Regions from separate parts of the Mus musculus genome. Here region 2 is linked to region 1. Evidence: chromatin contacts called from public HiChIP or PLAC-seq data. All regions are on one chromosome and are shown on one strand. Each heading gives the region's core, a stretch centred on a gene start, on an enhancer-like site or on the middle of the called end of the contact. The rest is flanking DNA. Distances are from core to core; before and after follow the strand shown. Region 1 has its middle 7.3 kb from the start of Gm51633. Region 2 overlaps 6030407O03Rik (RIKEN cDNA 6030407O03 gene).

Region 1 (5,083 bases), core at 1,235-3,734:
TGTGGCAGAGCTGGGGATGGAACCCAGATCCTTGAGCATGCCAGGCAAGCACTCTATCATTGTACTACAACCCCTGCCCACAAGGACTATCAATGAAAAGACCCACTAGAGAACTTGTGACAATGAAGTGGAAGTCCTTGGCCCCAATCCCCACCCTTTATCATTCTACCCCTCCTCCTCCAGAGACACAGACAAGAATCAACAGTTATACGACATCATTGAGATTAAGGTGTTGATAAAATGATTGGCCCTCACTGGAGCAGGCTCACTGGATAACTGTGTTGAAAGCCATATTTGGGGCAGCAACAAGACTACAGGAGTTGTCTTGGGTCATTGGGCCAAGAGAAGGTCACCAAATGTGCCCACAGGACTGTATGTCATTGGTCTACTGGGCACAACACACCTTGAGGCTGCTGACAAAGACATGAGGGATGAGCTGGACACAGGACATTGAGAAGCCAAGAGAATGCCTCCAAGATGCTGGGTACCAGTGAGGCAGGAATAGAGCAAGAGGCTCAGAGTGTGCCTACACAGCTCCCCCAGGATGGTAGCAGCTGGAAAGGGAAGGGACAACTTTCTGATGGGCACCCCGGGCAGCCAAGACTTCATCTGAGGTCTAGCCAAGTCCATTCTCAAGCATCCCCCTGAAACATGAGCCAGCACTGTTTCTTAGCAGCTGGTTCCCACTGTGGCCCACTTTCTCTTCTCTTTTCTTGGAACTCTCCTCTCCTGTCCCACTCTCCCTCCCCCTCCACCCTTTATTTTGGAGACAGGGTCTCCCATAGCCTAGGCTGAACTCAAATTCAGTATGTAACTAAGGATAACCTTAAACCTCTGAGATTCTCCTGCCTCAAACCTCTTGAATGCTGCGATCACTGGTGTGCTCCACCATACCAGGCTCTCCTTGCCTTAAGCCATTGCCTTAGAGAGAGAGATTGAGGATCTAATGGGGAATGCCTAACCTTGGAGGCAATGTCCCTGCCCTCCTACACACGCTGTACCCTGGGTATTTGCATGTCAATACCCAGAATGCCCTGCTTGTCCAGGCTAGAGCCCTGGACATCACTTCCCATCATCTGGAGTTGGCAAGCTGGGTGTGCCTCCAGGACAATGTGTTTGCTCTCATGCCAGCTGAAATTGGAAAGGAGTCGCTTTGCTTACAGCCATGATCCCTTTGATGGAGTCCAGCTAGTTTGGGGTGAAAGCTGGCACAGGCAAAAAGAAAGCCAGATGTACTAAGCATCCACGTTGACAGTCATTTGACCAGCTCTCAAGGTTCCATTGTGCTCACAAGTCTACCTACCAACATTGTACATTCTTCTTTGGCCCAACCTATAAGGCTAAGAATATGAATGCTTCTTATCATTCATAACAGCAGGAGAACCTTCTCAAAACCCAGGCTAGGGTTTTCCTTTTTTTTCTTCTTCTTCTTCTTTCATAATTTGTGTGTACAGAAACATTCTAGCCTTTGTCCTGAAATCTTGGAGTTCCTCCATGATTGTTTGACAGTCCCAAAGAATGAGTTGAGGAAGCCAGCTACTCCAAGGCGTGGAGGAAGAAAGAATCTACTGTGAGTTAGAACTAAGCATCAGAGAGAAACACCCTTGGGCAGAACAATAGGAATAGTGATGTGTGTGTTTGGAAAAGGAGGATGATAAAAATATATAAGGAAGAAAGGGTAGGCAGAACCCCTGCTCCATGCTGAGCATCCTCCACAGACAGCTTCTTTTGTATAGAGTACATTAGACCTCCTATCCCTTTGTGAATGCTAGGAACTCTGTGTAACAAGTGCTTACCAACCCAATAAGACAGCCAATCAACCAAGCCTCCTGTGCTTGGAGCTGGGCTTCACACTGATAACTGGGAACACACAGATGAGCCATGTGTCTGCTTCAAGATGGTGGCCTGGTACACCCGCAGGGCCTCCAAACCCCTTTCCTGATACTGGGGTCAGGTTCCCTTGAGTTTTCCCCACTCTCTCAGAACAATAGTAGCTTTGGGCTCCAGGGTTGAGTGGCCTCTGGAGTCCTATTGGCTTACATTCAGAAGCAGTCTCTGCTCGCTCTTGGCTTAGGAGACCTTGGGCAAGAGCCTTTCAGCCTCTTCATCTGCAAAATAGCTAATATATAACTGCCCCTGTGGAACAGAGCTGAAGGCTGAGTTAGCACAGGGATTGTTCAGACAGCGCCTGATGCCTATCAAGTGCTCCGTAAACATTAGCTATCGTTGCCATTGCAACTGGCCACACATAGTTACCAAAGTTACTGCCAAGCCCAGGAACAGCAGCCAAGGGCTACAGACCTGAGCAAGAATAGATGGTTTTTGCAAATGGATCAAAAATCTGGCCTCCTTGCTCAGATCACTAAGCACATAAGTACAGGAAACCAGGCATTTAGAATATCTGTAGGCCAGGGAAGAGCCTGGCCATTGGAATGATTAGCCTGTAACAAGAACTCAGGTACGAGAAGGTATCTCCTACCCCTGAGTCCCAGCCACTACACTGTTGTGGCACTGAGGACAGGTGACAGAGCAGGAGTCACAGACAAATTTGGAGATAGTCCTCTGGCCCAGATCCAGAAAAGGCAGGGGTTCGTTCTATTATGAAGTAACTCTTAAGTCCTGAGAAGGAGGGTAGTAGCCATGTTGGCTGAGTTTCAACAACCTTGACACCACCTTCTTTAGGAGTCTGCCCACCTGCCCTCCCCTAACAGAATCCTCGGAGTGGAGTCAAAGGCAGGAGGACTTTAGCACTCTCTTCTTTGTTCCCTCAGATTAGATTAGAAGAAGAAGAGAGCAATTCACCAGTGTCTTCTGCAGTTATCCCATGTCCAACTCTGCAGCCACTGGGTTCCTGGTTTCTCAGGTGACTAGAAGGTTGATATCACCTGACTGTCCTTTACACAGTACCTTTGGATAGGTCCCCCACCCATAGGCACCACTCAGTCTCGTCACAGCTTAAATTAGAAGAGAGTAAGTGTGTAAATGTATATGTACCTATTCATATTTATGTACATGGGAAAGTCAGAGGTGCCCTGGAGATGTAGCTCAGTTGGTAGAGTGTTTGCCTAGTATATTATAGAAAGCCCTGGGTTTGATATCTAACTCTATATAACCAGACAAGATGATGCATACCTGTAATCCCAGCACTGGGGAGGTAGAGACGTGTGGATCAGAAGTTCCAAGTTACCCTAGGCTACATGACAAGTTTAAGGCTAACCTAAGATACAGAAGATGATGTATTGTTTTTCCAAAAAGAAAAAAAATCAGAGGCAAAGGAAATAAGTATGGAGCCAGAAGATCCACCAGGGATGCTCCATGCAAAAAGAAATGTATAATTCAAGTCTGGTAACCAGGAAAGACACCACCTGCCCTACTTCCAACGACCACACTAAGGCAAAGAATTTGGAATCTCTTATGAAACTGAGGGTAGGATGAGGGTGATTGCATCTTGGGATGTAGGTGATTGCATCTCAAGTGGAATTTTCTTGTGTTGCCTCCTGTTCTCATTACCCTACGATCCACACTTTCTCCAGGACAGTGCCACCTCTCCCTCATCTCACCCCACACACATTTCTCCATGTTATACACATTCTTTCTTTGGAGGCTTCTTCTAAGATGAAGCCAAATTCATGGACAGAATGTTGAAAACCTTCAATATGATTCATGGCCAGGAAGAGAAGACTGAAGTCACCTGGTTTGAGCTCCTTCAAGACCATGTCCAAATACAACACAGAAGGCAGTCTTTATGATCCAAATAAAATAAGAGCAATGAAAACTGAAGCTGTACAGACTCGTAAGTTAAATTATAAACGATGAAAGTTCCTGGATCTTTCTGTCTCGGGTAAATTATGGTCAGTTCTTCCTAGATGCCAAGAGATACAAATGTGACTCCTAACAAAAGCACTTAGTGTTTGACGATACTTAATGGATCTGTCCTTCAAGTCCCAATTTCCTCTGTAAAATAAACTCATAGATGATCCCATGTCCCAGAACCATACCATACTGTGTCTTGAACATCCACAGTCTCTCTACCTTGCTTCCTCTGGTCTGGGCATGTTCCAAGTAGGTTGCACTGAAGGAGTCGTAAAAAAATTTTTCTTTTCAGTCTTACCCTTCTTTAAGGCTTGGGAACTTATAAATTTAACTATTAGCTAGAGTTGGTTAGTGTATTGTTTCTGCCAAAACTCACCTTCTAGCTTTCTATTCTCTATAGTATGATGCCAAAATAGACCTTGGCTGTAACATGTGCAGAAGAGCATGTTGCCTAAATAAGGGAAAGGTGTTCTTGGGTGAGGCAGGTATTGCTTTGTTGAGAGAATGACTGCTGGAGAGGTGATCGTCAAAACTGTGAAGAAGGTCTCTGAGGAGAGAACTCTTCCAGCCTTAGACTGGAGGGCTCACACATCCTGCCATTCAGTACCTCTTCTACAGTCCATGAGACTGGGATGAACTTATAAGGACCAAGATGGAGAGAAGTCCACCCTTTCTCACTCTCCAGGCTCCATAAAGATATCAGCTACCAACGGCTGAATGGGAAAAAAGAAAGCATCCAGCCCTGTAGGACTTAGTGGGACAAGCCACTGCTTGCTTTGACACAATCTTGCTGTGGCCTTTAGAACCCAAAGACAAAGACGTGTTATGGAACCACAAATGTCAATGGGAGGGGGGGCAGGTAAGACATCTCTCTTGGGAGACAGATACCTATAGTGCTGAGAGAAGCATGGAGAATTCTTTTTCACAGTTTTAAAATAGTAATTAGAAGGATGGACCGGCGCCATCAGTAGTTGGTGCTCATCCTCTAAGTTTTGTGGAGAGCCCTTCCTGAGTCAGCTTCCAGTAACTGAGTTACCAGGGTCTTCCTTTACCCAGCTTCCCACGGGGAATTGTCCTCCTGACTATGGATAAGCAGATGGGCCCAGGGTTGTGGATGGGAAGACAAAGCAATAGAGAAGCATTATAGTAAGGACCCCCACTGAACAATGGGTACCACAATTTGGAAAGGTGTGGTGTTTTCCAAGCCCTGAGAGGTTGGCAAATGAGACATACCTGCTATAGGGGCAAGGACTTGACTCTTTAAACTAAT
Region 2 (5,083 bases), core at 1,882-4,381, 750 kb before region 1:
TGGATAACCAAGTATCATCCTCCCAGCCCATCATAAAACCTCCATTAAACCCTTTATTATGTCTCTCAGTCTGTAGCGCAAGCATGCCTTGGATGGAGGACAGTTGAAGGAGGTGCCATCTTCGACTCTTCAGCCCATTGCCTAAGGCTGTCTCCTCTGACATTTTAGAGGGCAGTCAGCTGCCTGGCAGTAGAGGGGCTTTCATTACCAAGCCTGACCTGACCTGTGTAATTAGATGCTCTTCCTAGACTCTGTCTCATGGCTGAATCACCCAGAGAAAGGTGCAGCTGCTAGATCCTGGGAAACCTTGAAACGGTTTGCTGACTCATTCCCTAGCAGGGAGAAGATGTGTTTACTAGGAAAACCATAGGGAAACTCGGCAGCTACATGGGTGATCAATTGCAGATCCTCTCAAATCACTATCAACAGCATTGTTCTAATTGTGTGTGTGTGTGTGTGTGTGTGTGTGTGTGTGTGTGTGTGGTCTCTTTGTATGGATTGTATTGGTGTGGTCTGTGGCCTGTGCTCCTTTGTGCTTCTGAGTAGGCAAAGTGTTAAAATCACTGTGACAGTCAACGCTCACTTCACAGTAAGTGAGAGCGAGTGAGGAAGGTCTGCTAAGACTAAAATGCAACCCGTAGGTTCTTGGGAGGGTCCTGGAGCTGAGGACAGCTTAGCCATTCACTTGACTCAAGGATCTTAGAAAAGACATATGATCTCTCTAATTTTTTTTCTTTAAAGAAATGGTATTTAGTAGATGAATGCAGAAAATGACTATGAAAGAATTTTGTAAACTTCCATCTTTTAAGCCAGTGTGCTCTTGGTTAAAAATGAAATCCTGGGTAATATTCTACCCTCTCGAGCCCACTCTCAGCCTTTGCTCTCTCATGCAGTTCACTTCCTTGCCAATGCTCACAGCGCAGAGTGCTCTCTCACCTGACCTCTACCCTGACATTGACCGTCTGCTTGTCTCCTCTAGGATTTTATCTCATTAGCCACTTATTTTCAGCACGCAGAACAATTTTTTTCCATGTATGTTTCTGTACTGGCTAGTTTTGTGTCAACTTGACACAGCTGGAGTTACCACAGAGAAAGGAGCTTCAGTTGAGGAAATGCCTCCATGAGATCCAGCTGTAAGGCATCTTCTCAATTAGTGATCAAGAGGGAAAGGTCCCTTGTGGGTGGAACCATCTCTGGGCTGGTAGTCTTGGGTTTTATAAGAGAGCAGGCTGAGCAAGCCAATAGAGGCAAGCCAGTAAAGAACATCCCTCCATGGCCTCTGAATCAGCTCTTGCTTCCTGACCTGCTTGAGTTCCAGTCCTGACTTCCTTTTGGTGATGAACAGCAGCATGGAAGTGTAAGCCGAATAAACCCTTTCCTCCCCAACTTGCTTCTTGGTCATGATATTTGTGCAGGAATAGAAACTCTGACTAAGACAGTTTCCTTCTCTGGTAAAACTGTATTATCAGTTCCACACTCTAGAATGTTCCTGTGCCCTTTCTCCTAGAATGCCCCATCCTCTCAATATGGAGCAACTCCATACATGTGTCATGTCCTACGTGTCTGTTTGACCACTGTCAACAACTGTTTGGCCATTTCAGCCCTTACAGGGTTTCTGACTTCTGAATTAGACCGTGTGTGCCTTTATATCATAGCAGTATCCCCAGTAGGACTGTATGGTCTGTTGGCCCAACACCTGCTCAGTAACTAATGTACTGATGTATTGCAACATCAGAGATACTAGGATCTGACTTCTGAAATCCTTTGCGTGGTTTCTTTATCAAGCGCTACCCTTCTTTCTTGGTTATATTTACTTATTTCATACTGTGTAGACAAAGGGAGGTCGGTGTGTTTGCTTGCTCTCCTCACCTCTGCAAGCCCTTCAGCGCATTTCAGGTATACTCACAGGGAGCTGTTGAAGAAATAGCTTCTTTCTGTGAATTTAGATGCCCAGAATTCATCTCTTTCATATAGTTCCCTGTTTCTAACATGATAGAAAGTCATCAGTACAGAGTAGGTCACTGCACCCTGGAAGAGTCTTCTTAGGTGTCCAAACATATGAACAGAAGAATGGGGGAGGCAGGAGGTAATTGATTTGTGAATCCTTTATCTGGGTGAACTCTCTTCAGGACCCTTTCCAAATGTGATAGTTAAAGTTCTGGGCATAACAAGAAGACCATAGAACATCTCAACCATCACTAATGCTTTATGTATTTTAAGGAGTGGAACACCCAGAATCCTTTCTGTTTCAACAGGGGACAGTGATGCCCTATGTTCAGAACGGCCACTACCCAGTTCTCAGCTACTGAGTAGCCATGAGGTTTCAGAATATCTAGTTGACTTCTCCAAGTCTCTGAATATTCTGACTGATGCACAGCAAGAGTTAACTGAACCACACAGTTAATGTTCAATACATGTTAGTTACTATTAGTATTAATGAATAACTTACTTTGCAAACAAGCCCTTAGTTATTTCTTTATCGCTGCTTCAGCCCTGGGTAAACTTTGGGAAGAATGTCCCTCAATGCTTTCATTGTCTTCCACTCACTTTTCTAGCCCAGCTCCTGTGGTCATCATTCATGTCGGTTTCACATTTCAGCATATTCCCTGACCCTGTGGTCTCAGCTCCATCATGAGCCTCTTCCACACCTCTTTCCTAGTTACAGATTTGGCACTTTGAAAGGCTCTCCCCTTTATTGGTGCCCCCCTTTAACAAGAGTTTCTGTTCCTTAGTTCTCTCTCTCATCTCTGATGTCTTTTTTTTTCCGTCTGCTCATAACACTTACCTGGTGTGATAAGAGAGAAAAAGAGAGAGGGCAGAGGGATGGGAGGAAAGAGGAGACTCACTACTCTCTGTACAGGTAATAGGAAACAGGCTTCTAATTTTTCTTGTACCAGGTCCCAAGCACAGACTGTGACATTAACTGTATTTGGTCTTAGATAACAACTCTATTCTGTAGGCACCACAGATCCTACCTCCTGGTGTGGCTGGATCTCATCATGGAGTTCTTCATCTCTCCAAGGACTATTAAAGGCCACTTTGCCTCGGCTCAACATTGACCTTATGTGCTACTTTTGGAATCTAACACCCACTCTACCCCTGTAAAAGTCACAGTGCCCTGATCTCCAGCACAGACCTGTGACTCACAGCTGATGAGTCTCCTTTTCCGTTGCTCTTAGCACTTAGCTTGTGTGACAGAACCAATTTGGTTAAAAAAAAATTTCTTTTTCTTCGATTCACTCCCCAGGTCCTGTGCCTGCTGTGTTCTCAATTGGTATGTTCTGGAAAACCTTGAAGTCACCCTTTTCTTTGAACTATAGTTTCACTCATCACAACTGTGTAAGTTTATGGAGTACACTGTGATATCTTGAAACATCCATGTGAAGTCTCTTGGGATGCGCAATGGCACCCAGAACATATTCCTCATATCTGTCTGGAACATTGTACCCACTGGCCATTCTCTCTTCATCCCCTCTCCTAGAGCCTCCCCCGGACTCTGGCAAACATCTCTCTATTCTCTCCTTCCTGGAGGTGACTCTTGGATTCTGCATGCAGGTGATTACGTGTTGCTTCTCTCTTGAGTTCTTTTCAGACTCTGGGATTCTTTATCCTATAGAACTCTGGTGACTTCTAGATGGTGTTGCAAGTTTTCCAAGCAATATTTCTCCTCTCTTTCTACCCTACCCCGACCCCCCCCCCAGCCAGACATTTATAGCTCTGCACCAAGCCAAATCCTTTGCTCAAAAGCATTTCTTGACTTTGCATTTGACTATTGACTGGGGTCCCAGATCACCAAATATCCCTTGGGTCCAGTATGCTTTGCCATCACCAAAGTTTTGCTTATGCTGTCCACTCGGCTTGGAATACATTTTTCTTTCCTCCAAAATGTCAAAATCCTCGCTAGCTAGCCAGGTCTTTCAGATGGCAACTCATTTGTAAAGTCCATTCTGATCTCTGAGGTGCAGAATTAATGAACTGGGCTCTCTCAGCATTCTGTTTATTCTTATGATGAGAACAGGGTCTGCCCAGGCCTCACTATGAAAGAGACCATCCTCCCTGCAGGGTGGAGAGCTGGATTCTAGTTTCTGGCTTTTATCATGTTTAAATGCCCTATCTTCTGTTAGCTCTCCTAGGGTCCAGCCCAGGATTTGCACTCAAAGGGCTTGCCACAAGTATTTGATGTTGGAGGCGGTTTGCTTGAGGTGTTGTTGGCCTGAAAGGTTTTCAAGTGACAGGTGGGATTCTTTTGAAATGAACTTCTCAGTCCTTGACTGGTGCAAGGCAGTTCAGGCTGCAGGAGGAGGCAATCTATGTGCTGATGGATGTGCCACCCCCACTCCTCCTCCACAGTCCCCCTTGGAACCAGTTACACAAGACTGACTGGATCCATAGTCCACACCCTCTGAACCCAAGTTATTAGAGATTTGGATAAATGTTGCCTTGTAGCTAGGGAGGTATGTTCATTATTACATAGCAAACCACCTGAGAGGAACAGATGAGTGCCTCTGTTCCCTTTACCACAATAAATGTCCCCATATATAATATATTATATTAATATGTAATATTATATATATTTACACACGTATATATGATTTTGCGGGTCATTTGCATATTCTTCTCTAATGCTTATTTTCTGTGCTGCCTGCTCTTTGTCTTCAGGGAGATACACAGTAGTGAAAAAGATCAGACCCAATTCCTTAAGAAAGCCGCTTGACACAGTTGATTACTTTGTCACATCTTCTTGCTTCAGATTTTGATGACTTTCCTACTTCTGAGTCCTCCTTCCTACACCTCCTCCTCTTCCTCCCTCAAAGAAGACCCCAGGCTTGCTCTTCTTGATCCTTTATCTAGTTCCATTGCTCCATACTGAAGACTTCTGCTTTATTTAAATTAATTGATTGATTAATTAATTAAATTTATTGGTAAATCTTGGTTCAGGCATTATCATTCCTGCTTTTTAAGATGTACAAAATACCATGGCTTTTACCCTACAATTTATATTAAAGTGAACTGTGCTAAAGAACTGTTGTTGTCTATTGTACAGAGGGAAGTAGAGTCCCACAGAGAGGCAGCCACAGTGATG

What was found. HiChIP or PLAC-seq counts read pairs in DNA pulled down with a chosen protein or histone mark.
Region 2: a contact with region 1 is called in an H3K27ac HiChIP or PLAC-seq map of extraembryonic endoderm stem cells, with 6 times the contacts expected there. The contact joins two enhancer-like sites. A contact is called at or near these places in 4 of 115 datasets of contacts at active chromatin or transcription factors (cardiomyocytes, differentiating embryonic stem cells, embryonic stem cells and 1 more).

What each region holds. Positions count from the first base shown.
Region 1 is chr1:72,927,067-72,932,149 of GRCm38.p6, reverse strand. No RefSeq gene overlaps it. Among named protein-coding and RNA genes, the nearest start is that of Gm51633, 7.3 kb to the left of the region's middle. Within about 2 kb of position 2,484, at least 23 of the 459 cell types and tissues checked have an H3K27ac peak or open chromatin away from gene starts, as enhancers often do. A contact at or near this core is called in extraembryonic endoderm stem cells, where this site is marked.
Region 2 is chr1:73,681,104-73,686,186 of GRCm38.p6, reverse strand. All of the region lies in intron 6 of 6030407O03Rik (RIKEN cDNA 6030407O03 gene), which reads left to right. Among named protein-coding and RNA genes, the nearest start is that of Gm29183, 140 kb to the left of the region's middle. Within about 2 kb of position 3,131, at least 24 of the 459 cell types and tissues checked have an H3K27ac peak or open chromatin away from gene starts, as enhancers often do. A contact at or near this core is called in extraembryonic endoderm stem cells, where this site is marked.